2 separate regions of the Mus musculus genome follow, and region 1 is linked to region 2. A link is a contact called in public promoter capture Hi-C data. All regions are on one chromosome and are shown on one strand. The core of a region is the stretch at or near the end of the contact, and the rest is flanking DNA. Distances in the headings are between cores, read along the strand shown. Region 1 has its middle 4.7 kb from the start of Rpp25l. Region 2 overlaps Fam219a (family with sequence similarity 219, member A).

Region 1 (3,334 bases), core at 674-3,173, 160 kb before region 2:
TCTTTAACTATAGTCCCATGAGATCTGATGCCCTCTTCTGGTGTCCAGATGTAAAAGCAGACAAAACACCTATATGTGTAAATAAGGAAAAAAGCACTTTGTTCAATCCCTAGGACCCACCTGGCAGCTCACGACTGTAACTCCCATCCCGGGGCATCTGATACCCTCTCCTGACCTCAGCAGGCACCAGGCACACATGTAGCGAAACACTAACATTTTTTAAGTAGGAGCATGGGTTGGTGAGATGGCTCAGAGGATAAACACTTGCCACCAAGCTTAACCCGAGTCCAGTCCCAGCACCAACACGGAAAAAGAAAGCGGACCTCTGTTCACATGCACACATAGACAAACAACAACCACAACAACAAAAATTTTTTAAGTAGGAACAAAGATGACTTCCTGCAGTGGGAGGGTCTGAAGAGTTGAGGACGAGCAAGGGTGCAGATGGTGTTGGAGGTGCAGGTAGGATATAAGAATCCAAAAGTCCTCTCCATGAAGCAGGAAGAAACAGAGCGGATGGGGTCAGGATGCCTGAGACAGTTGTTGCGGCTGAGAGATATGACAAGATCTGGCACGGCAAAGCCATAAGTCCGGTGTAGGCTGACAACTATGAACTTGGAATGTCTTTAGCAGAATGTGGGATCCAGTAGTCTCCACTCTGAGACTGCGACAGGAACAAATGAAGACTGAATAGTAACAGGAGAGTAGGGCCATGGTGCCCACCCTGAGTAAGAAGTTAAGTTAAAAGAGCACAGGGTTCTGTGACCCGGAGTCCTCACGAGCTGTCTGGGGTGGGTGACGCAGAATGCCACAGCGATAGGAAAGTGTAGCTTCCTGGGGCTGTTAGAACAAAGTGCCACAACTGAGTTGCTTACAACAGCAAAGAATTCCAGAGGCTAGCCATTCAAAAGATGTTTTTCTATTTTATTATGTTTTATTTAGTGGATGTGTGAGCATGCATGCACCGCAGCTCACAGACAGAGGTCAGAGGACAACTTGCAAGAGTCAGTTCTCTACTTCAGCCCTGCCCGCTTTGATGTGTGTTTTCACCCTCTAAATATAATTGGCTTCTTTAAGATGGTATTTTGGGGACCTGGAGAGGAGGGTCCATAGATAAGAGCACCCAGGTTTGATCCCTAGCAACCACATGGTGGTTGACAGTCATCTACTACTCCAGTCCACACCCTCTTTGGCCTCCTCGGGCACCAGGCATGCATGTAGCACACACATATGCAAGCAAAACACCTATATACATAAATGAACTAAAACTTTTATTTATTGTCTCCTGGTGAGAATGTGGGTACCAAACAGGCAGATGCTGCTTTCTCCACTGAAGTGACCTAAGAGTCTTGAACATGCTTTGCACACAGTAGGTATGTAATGATCATTCCGATGGATGAAGGGATGACTGTTGAGCCGCTGTTGGGCCTCCGAGTGTGTGGACACTCTTAGATCCCACGCCATTCCTTGTTCCCTTGGCCCTCCGTTCTCAGATTAGAGGAGAAGATTCAGATTTATTCACAGAGTAACCTAAAAGGACCTCCTTGCCTGCCTGCCCCACTGACTCTGTCCATCTTTGGCTTGGTTCTGGGACTCTGGCTTTCTGACCACACTGATGCCTCCCCTCCCCCGCTCCTAATCATTCAATCTTCTTCCTCTAATCTTTGTCTCTTCAAATTCAAGACCACTCAAAAGCAAGACTTGGAAGTTTAGATCTGTAATCCTAACAGCTGGGGAAGCTGTAGCAGGGGGCTGCCATCTAAGGCCACCTTAGCCTACATAATGATTACCAAACCAGCCTGAGACACAAAAACTAAGTCATAAAACAAAACAAACAAAACAAACCCGGAGAGAAACCTATTCAAAACACACTAGTATTAACCTCAGGGAACTTCTATTTTAAACCACAGGGTGGCAGTAGTCACAAAGGGATAGCCCACGTATACTCTGTAAAATCTACTTTTCAAGAAGCCCCAAGGCAGAAGGAAAACAGTCTAGTCTTGAAATTTGGTCCTCAATAGACTAAGTGACAAGTGACATCTCGGCAGTTCAAAAGGCAGCTGATAATACCCAGTGTGACAAACCTAGTCACTGCACTTAGAGCCTCCGGTCTCAGGTGAGCGATGATGTCAGCAGTTCACCTTCAGGAATGTGGCAGGCGCAGTAGGTTCACAGAGTAAAGAAGTTCCTCGCTGCAGAAATAAAAGCCCCGAGACAAGCAAAATCTCAAGGAAAAATGAGGTAATGACTGTGTAAAGCTTGAAGACTAATGGGCTGGGAGAGTCCTGGGAAGGGCAGGGATGGAGGGGAATCATGAACTGAGACATAGGAAGACGCAAGGAAAGTAAACAGTCTGGTGACTGAAGGTCAAGGAAGGGCCAACGAGGAGTGAGTCTCAGGGACCGCGGCTGTCTACCTGGCCAGGGAGTTTGGATTTTATTGTGGGAGAGATGAGAGGTTCCAGAATTCTCTGAGGTGGAGCACAAGGTAAAATGCCAGACTGTTTAGAGCGAGAACCCTGGGTGCTACAGCTTGCTGAGAAGACGGAGCACAGGATTGGAAGAGCAGCAAGGAAGCCAGGAAGAGATCATGGGCCAAAATCACGGCTAGGGTAGGCCCTGGGAATCTTTCCCAGCCCACAAAGGCTCTCAATGCCTGTTACACTGCAAGCATTCCTAGCCCCAGGCTCCCTCTGCCCCACCATATGAGCTCCTGTAACCTTTCTTCATTTGAACTGTAGCCTGGCTTCTCTGGTTATTTGTCTAGAACCAGGGTCTTGGTCAGCTTCCATATTGAGAGACAAGAGCATCCAGGTTCCTTACGGCTAGGAGAACTCTCTCTTGGCTTTCGTTTTCCTCCACTATGCATTTCTCAGAGACCCTTTCATGTGTCCTCCTTCAGTGTGGCTAAGGGTCCTTCCATAGAGGGAGCTAGCTAGCGTCACTCCCTCACCTTCAGCCACCTCCTACCAGACAGAGTACACTCATATGCCTACGTGTGCATGCATATTGATGTCCAGAGGGCCATCCCACTAGGGAGAGAGTCACATGTCTAAGAGAAATGCCTGGAAGTGGGAGAATAAAAGGCACAGCTGGGAGTGGGAGCAGGAGCGGGAGGCGTGCTGTCTGCCAGGTCTCAGGTTCCGGCTGGAGCCACAACCGTGTACGGCAAGTAGGGGGCACCAGAGTCAGACTTTGTGTAGGAATTGCGGAGTCACCTTCATTCCGTCTCATGAATATGCACAGAACCTGTTGAATTATGCAGATAGAAAGGATGTAAATGTGTATGCAAATTCGGTGCTACCCTTGCTGTTGCTATGGAAACAAGTGACTAG
Region 2 (3,349 bases), core at 12-2,511:
GGTCCTTTGTCTCCTCTTTAATCAGAGCATGAGGAAGGAACCCAAAGAGAGCAGACACTGAGCAAATTTCAGAGCCTGAAAAAAGAGCCATCCATGGCTACTCCCATAACCTCAGGCTGGTGATGAGAACACATTTTCTATGAGTCTGTGCTTTTAGGGGACGGGCACTGACATAAAGGAGAGGAGCTTTTCTAGTAGAAGCAGAAAGCACTGGTGAGTCTGGAAGCAGCTCTTCTGCCACCCCACCCTAGCCATGTGTGTGACCCCAAGCCCATGGCTGGGGCTTTGATTGAGCGCTGGCAGGGGAAAGGGTCCCCGCTCATTCTTCACGTGATACTGGAGGGAGTAGAGGGTGTGAAAGGGTAGAAGAGTTCAACCATTTACAGGGGTTGAATTTTCTAGTAGAAAGCTCCTCTTCTGCCTCCAGGTCTCTCCCATGGCTAGCAAATGAGGTAAGCACATAAACTACTTGGAATGAAGCCAAGCAGAAATGCTCAGGGGCCATTCCTCTGACTTTGTGCAGTGATCCTCCTCCTGAGATCTTGTTTTCTTTGACAGTCTCAGGTTCCTGGATCCTTTAGTGAGGGATCTGTCATACCCCATGGTCACTGCCTGCCTTATACCTCAACGAATGTACCAGTCAAAGAAATTGCCCTAGTTATTGAAATAGTATACTCCACCCAACAGCCAAACATACATAGGCTGGTTCACTATTTTAGCACCAACCAGACACAGTGAGGCAGGAAGGGTAGGGAAAAAACATTTGTCATCTACTGAGACATGAGTGGACCTGATGAGTCTAGGCTGCAATAACTAAGGTTGCTGCCACCCAGTTTGAAGTGTTGTTAGGTAGCACTCCTGAAGATGGAGCTACTGACAATGTAGTAACTGACTAATTGAAAAAAGAAGAAGAAAGAAGGAGGAGGAGGAGGAAGAGGAGGAGGAGGAGGAAGAAGAAGAAGAAGAAGAAGAAGAAGAAGAAGAAGAAGAAGAAGAAGAAGAAGAAGAAGAAGAAGAAGAAGAAGAAGAAGAAAAAGTTGTTGAAGTTCAATGACCCTGGACCTGGGCTATCAGCCTAGCCCCTCTTGCTTTTGGAAATAGCACATTCCAGTTTCCAAGAGGCTCTTACCTTGAGACTAAGCACGGGCTCTTTCAACAAGCATTTATAGAGAAGAAACAAGAGCAGCTGCGGACTTTGCCTGATCCCAAGAGATTTGTTTGTATTGGGTTTTGTTCAAGTAGAACAATTCTAGCCTCAGCCGCAGCTCGCTTTCAGTCTGTTTGGGGGCAAAGGTGCCCCTGTGTTTTCCTTCCTCCTGGTGGATGCTCTGTACCCGTTGTTTTATTTAGGAGCTGTGATTATGTGACCACAAGCCTTACTAAATTGAATACAACCCTGAGCATTCAGAAGACACAGCGTAGGTCTCAAGAGAGGGAGCAGCTGGCTGGAAAGAAAAGCCAGTGAAGTTTAATCCCAAGGTTGCCATCTGGCTCTGACCTGGGACAACTCATTTACTCTATGCCCTGGGGCCTTTGCAAAGCAGGTGTGGGCACTCTAAGGGTGAAGAGACCTGTCTGGACTCTCAGTTGGTGCTGCTCACAGAGCGACTGGAATCTACAGCCAAAGGATGTTTAATGTTTTTGGAAGTTTCTTGAATTTTTTTACATAGCCTCCCTGTCCTAATGATGAACTCCCAAGGGGGTCCCCTGCCTGAGTGAGTTCGTTGCCTAACTGATAAGTATAATTGTAATCCTGGGTTGTCCAAAATCACCTTGAACAGACAGATCAAAGCAGCCCACCTGTTTGTCTCCAAGGGTTTTCGGTGGCTTTGATTTCAAGCTGGCTGTCCACTCCTCTAAAATTCAACAAGAACTGAGAATTAAGCCAGGTATGGCAGCATAATCTGTGATCTTAGCACTTGGAAGGTAGAGGCAGGAGGATTAGGAGGCTAGCCTGGGCTACATGAAAACCTGTCACAAGCAAACAAGCAAAAAAGAGCCATAACTGTTAGATTTTGAAAGTAAAACATTGTAAAGAAATAGCTGAGCCTGGACCTTAAGCACAGAGAAGTCTCTGTTCAGTTGGTTGGTCACCATGAGAAGCAGACCTGAGGTGAATGGCTGCCTTGGCCATAGACCTTAGAAGGGTTTTTAATTTTATGAGTATGAATGTGTGTCTGCATGTATATCTGTACACCGAGGAAGCCAGAAAAGAGCATCAGACCCCGGGTTCTGGAGTAGCAGATGGTTGTGAGATGCCATGTGGGTGCTGGGAATTGAACCCAGGTCTTAACTACTAAGCCATCTCTTCAGCCCCTCCTGAGAAGGGTTTAACTATGCCAAACCTCCAGATGAGCCAGTGTTTGGGGACTCCTGCTGTGACTGTTTTCCAACTTAAATCCCTGAAAGGCAGTTCTTCAGCTCTTAGCTATAAGAAAGGCCCTGAAAGGATACACAGTTGCAACACGAGTCTAGGACACCACTAGTCAAAGCACAGTGTGGTAGGCCGCCAGTCTTTCCCACCTCTCTCTCAAATAGACCCTTGCCCTACCCTGCATTGTTTGTGTGCTCTCAGATTATAGGCCATAATCCTCAGTTTTAGAAACTGGGACGACTCCGTGGAGAAAGACACTGTCCTCACCTTCAAGAACATCTATCAAACAAATAATTATACAAATAGTCACTTAATAAAACTTGTTAAGTGCATGATAAAACTGAGGAGAAAGGGAATTGCGAATGTGTATTAGAAAAATGTCTAACCTAGCCTGGCTTTCATGGGAAACTTCTCCTTAGAGGTAATCTATCGGTGGAGGCCTGAGGATGAGAAAGATGTCACCAGAAGAGGGATGTGTGGTAGGAGCAGCCGTGGTGCCTCTCTGAGGATAAGGCTAGTGACACAAAGGCAGAGAAGGGTGGGGCAGGATGAAGCTGGGAGGCAGAAAGGAGAGTGAGCGTTGCTCTGTAGTCACATGCATCCTCAGCCATGTCGGAGTCATTTCCTCACTAAGAGAGGTGAGTTGAGACCCACTCAGACCGCCATGGTGATCCTGGGGCAGCTGAGTGCCTGTTCTGGTGGTAGCTAGCACAGCAGACCATGGTAGAGCACCCTAGCCTTCGCTTGGGAAGCAGGCAAGTGGAGTGGGCCTCCAGAGCAGCACAGCTCTGAGGGAGGAAGGAGAGAAGGAAGGAAGACATCCCAGGCACTTACTTTCCCAGCAAATCCTCTCTGCATGTGTTTCCATCCTTTGAACTGTTTATTAATACACAACAGAAGTCATTTTGCAATTTAGATGGCTCCTCTGGGAACTCCACGCCACGCCCACCCCCTCCTGAGGAGGATTGAAAAAAC

What was found. Promoter capture Hi-C pulls out the DNA fragments that hold promoters and counts their contacts.
Region 1: a promoter capture Hi-C map of frontonasal cranial neural crest shows a contact between it and region 2, with 6 times the contacts expected there. The contact joins two enhancer-like sites. A contact is called at or near these places in 18 of 39 promoter capture datasets (the 3T3-L1 cell line, the C10 cell line, the HPC-7 cell line and 13 more), 5 of 15 datasets of contacts at CTCF or cohesin (the G1E-ER4 cell line, embryonic stem cells and stem cell-derived epiblast-like cells), 116 of 484 Hi-C or Micro-C datasets (8-cell embryo, the AML12 cell line, B cells and 62 more), 38 of 115 datasets of contacts at active chromatin or transcription factors (the 230-238 cell line, CD4 single positive thymocytes, the HPC-7 cell line and 22 more) and 5 of 9 other capture datasets (adipose tissue, embryonic stem cells, liver and 2 more).

What each region holds. Positions count from the first base shown.
Region 1 is chr4:41,707,135-41,710,468 of GRCm38.p6, reverse strand. No RefSeq gene overlaps it. Among named protein-coding and RNA genes, the nearest start is that of Rpp25l, 4.7 kb to the left of the region's middle. Within about 2 kb of position 1,923, at least 38 of the 459 cell types and tissues checked have an H3K27ac peak or open chromatin away from gene starts, as enhancers often do.
Region 2 is chr4:41,542,428-41,545,776 of GRCm38.p6, reverse strand. All of the region lies in intron 1 of Fam219a (family with sequence similarity 219, member A), which reads left to right. Among named protein-coding and RNA genes, the nearest start is that of Gm12404, 24 kb to the right of the region's middle. Within about 2 kb of position 1,261, at least 5 of the 459 cell types and tissues checked have an H3K27ac peak or open chromatin away from gene starts, as enhancers often do.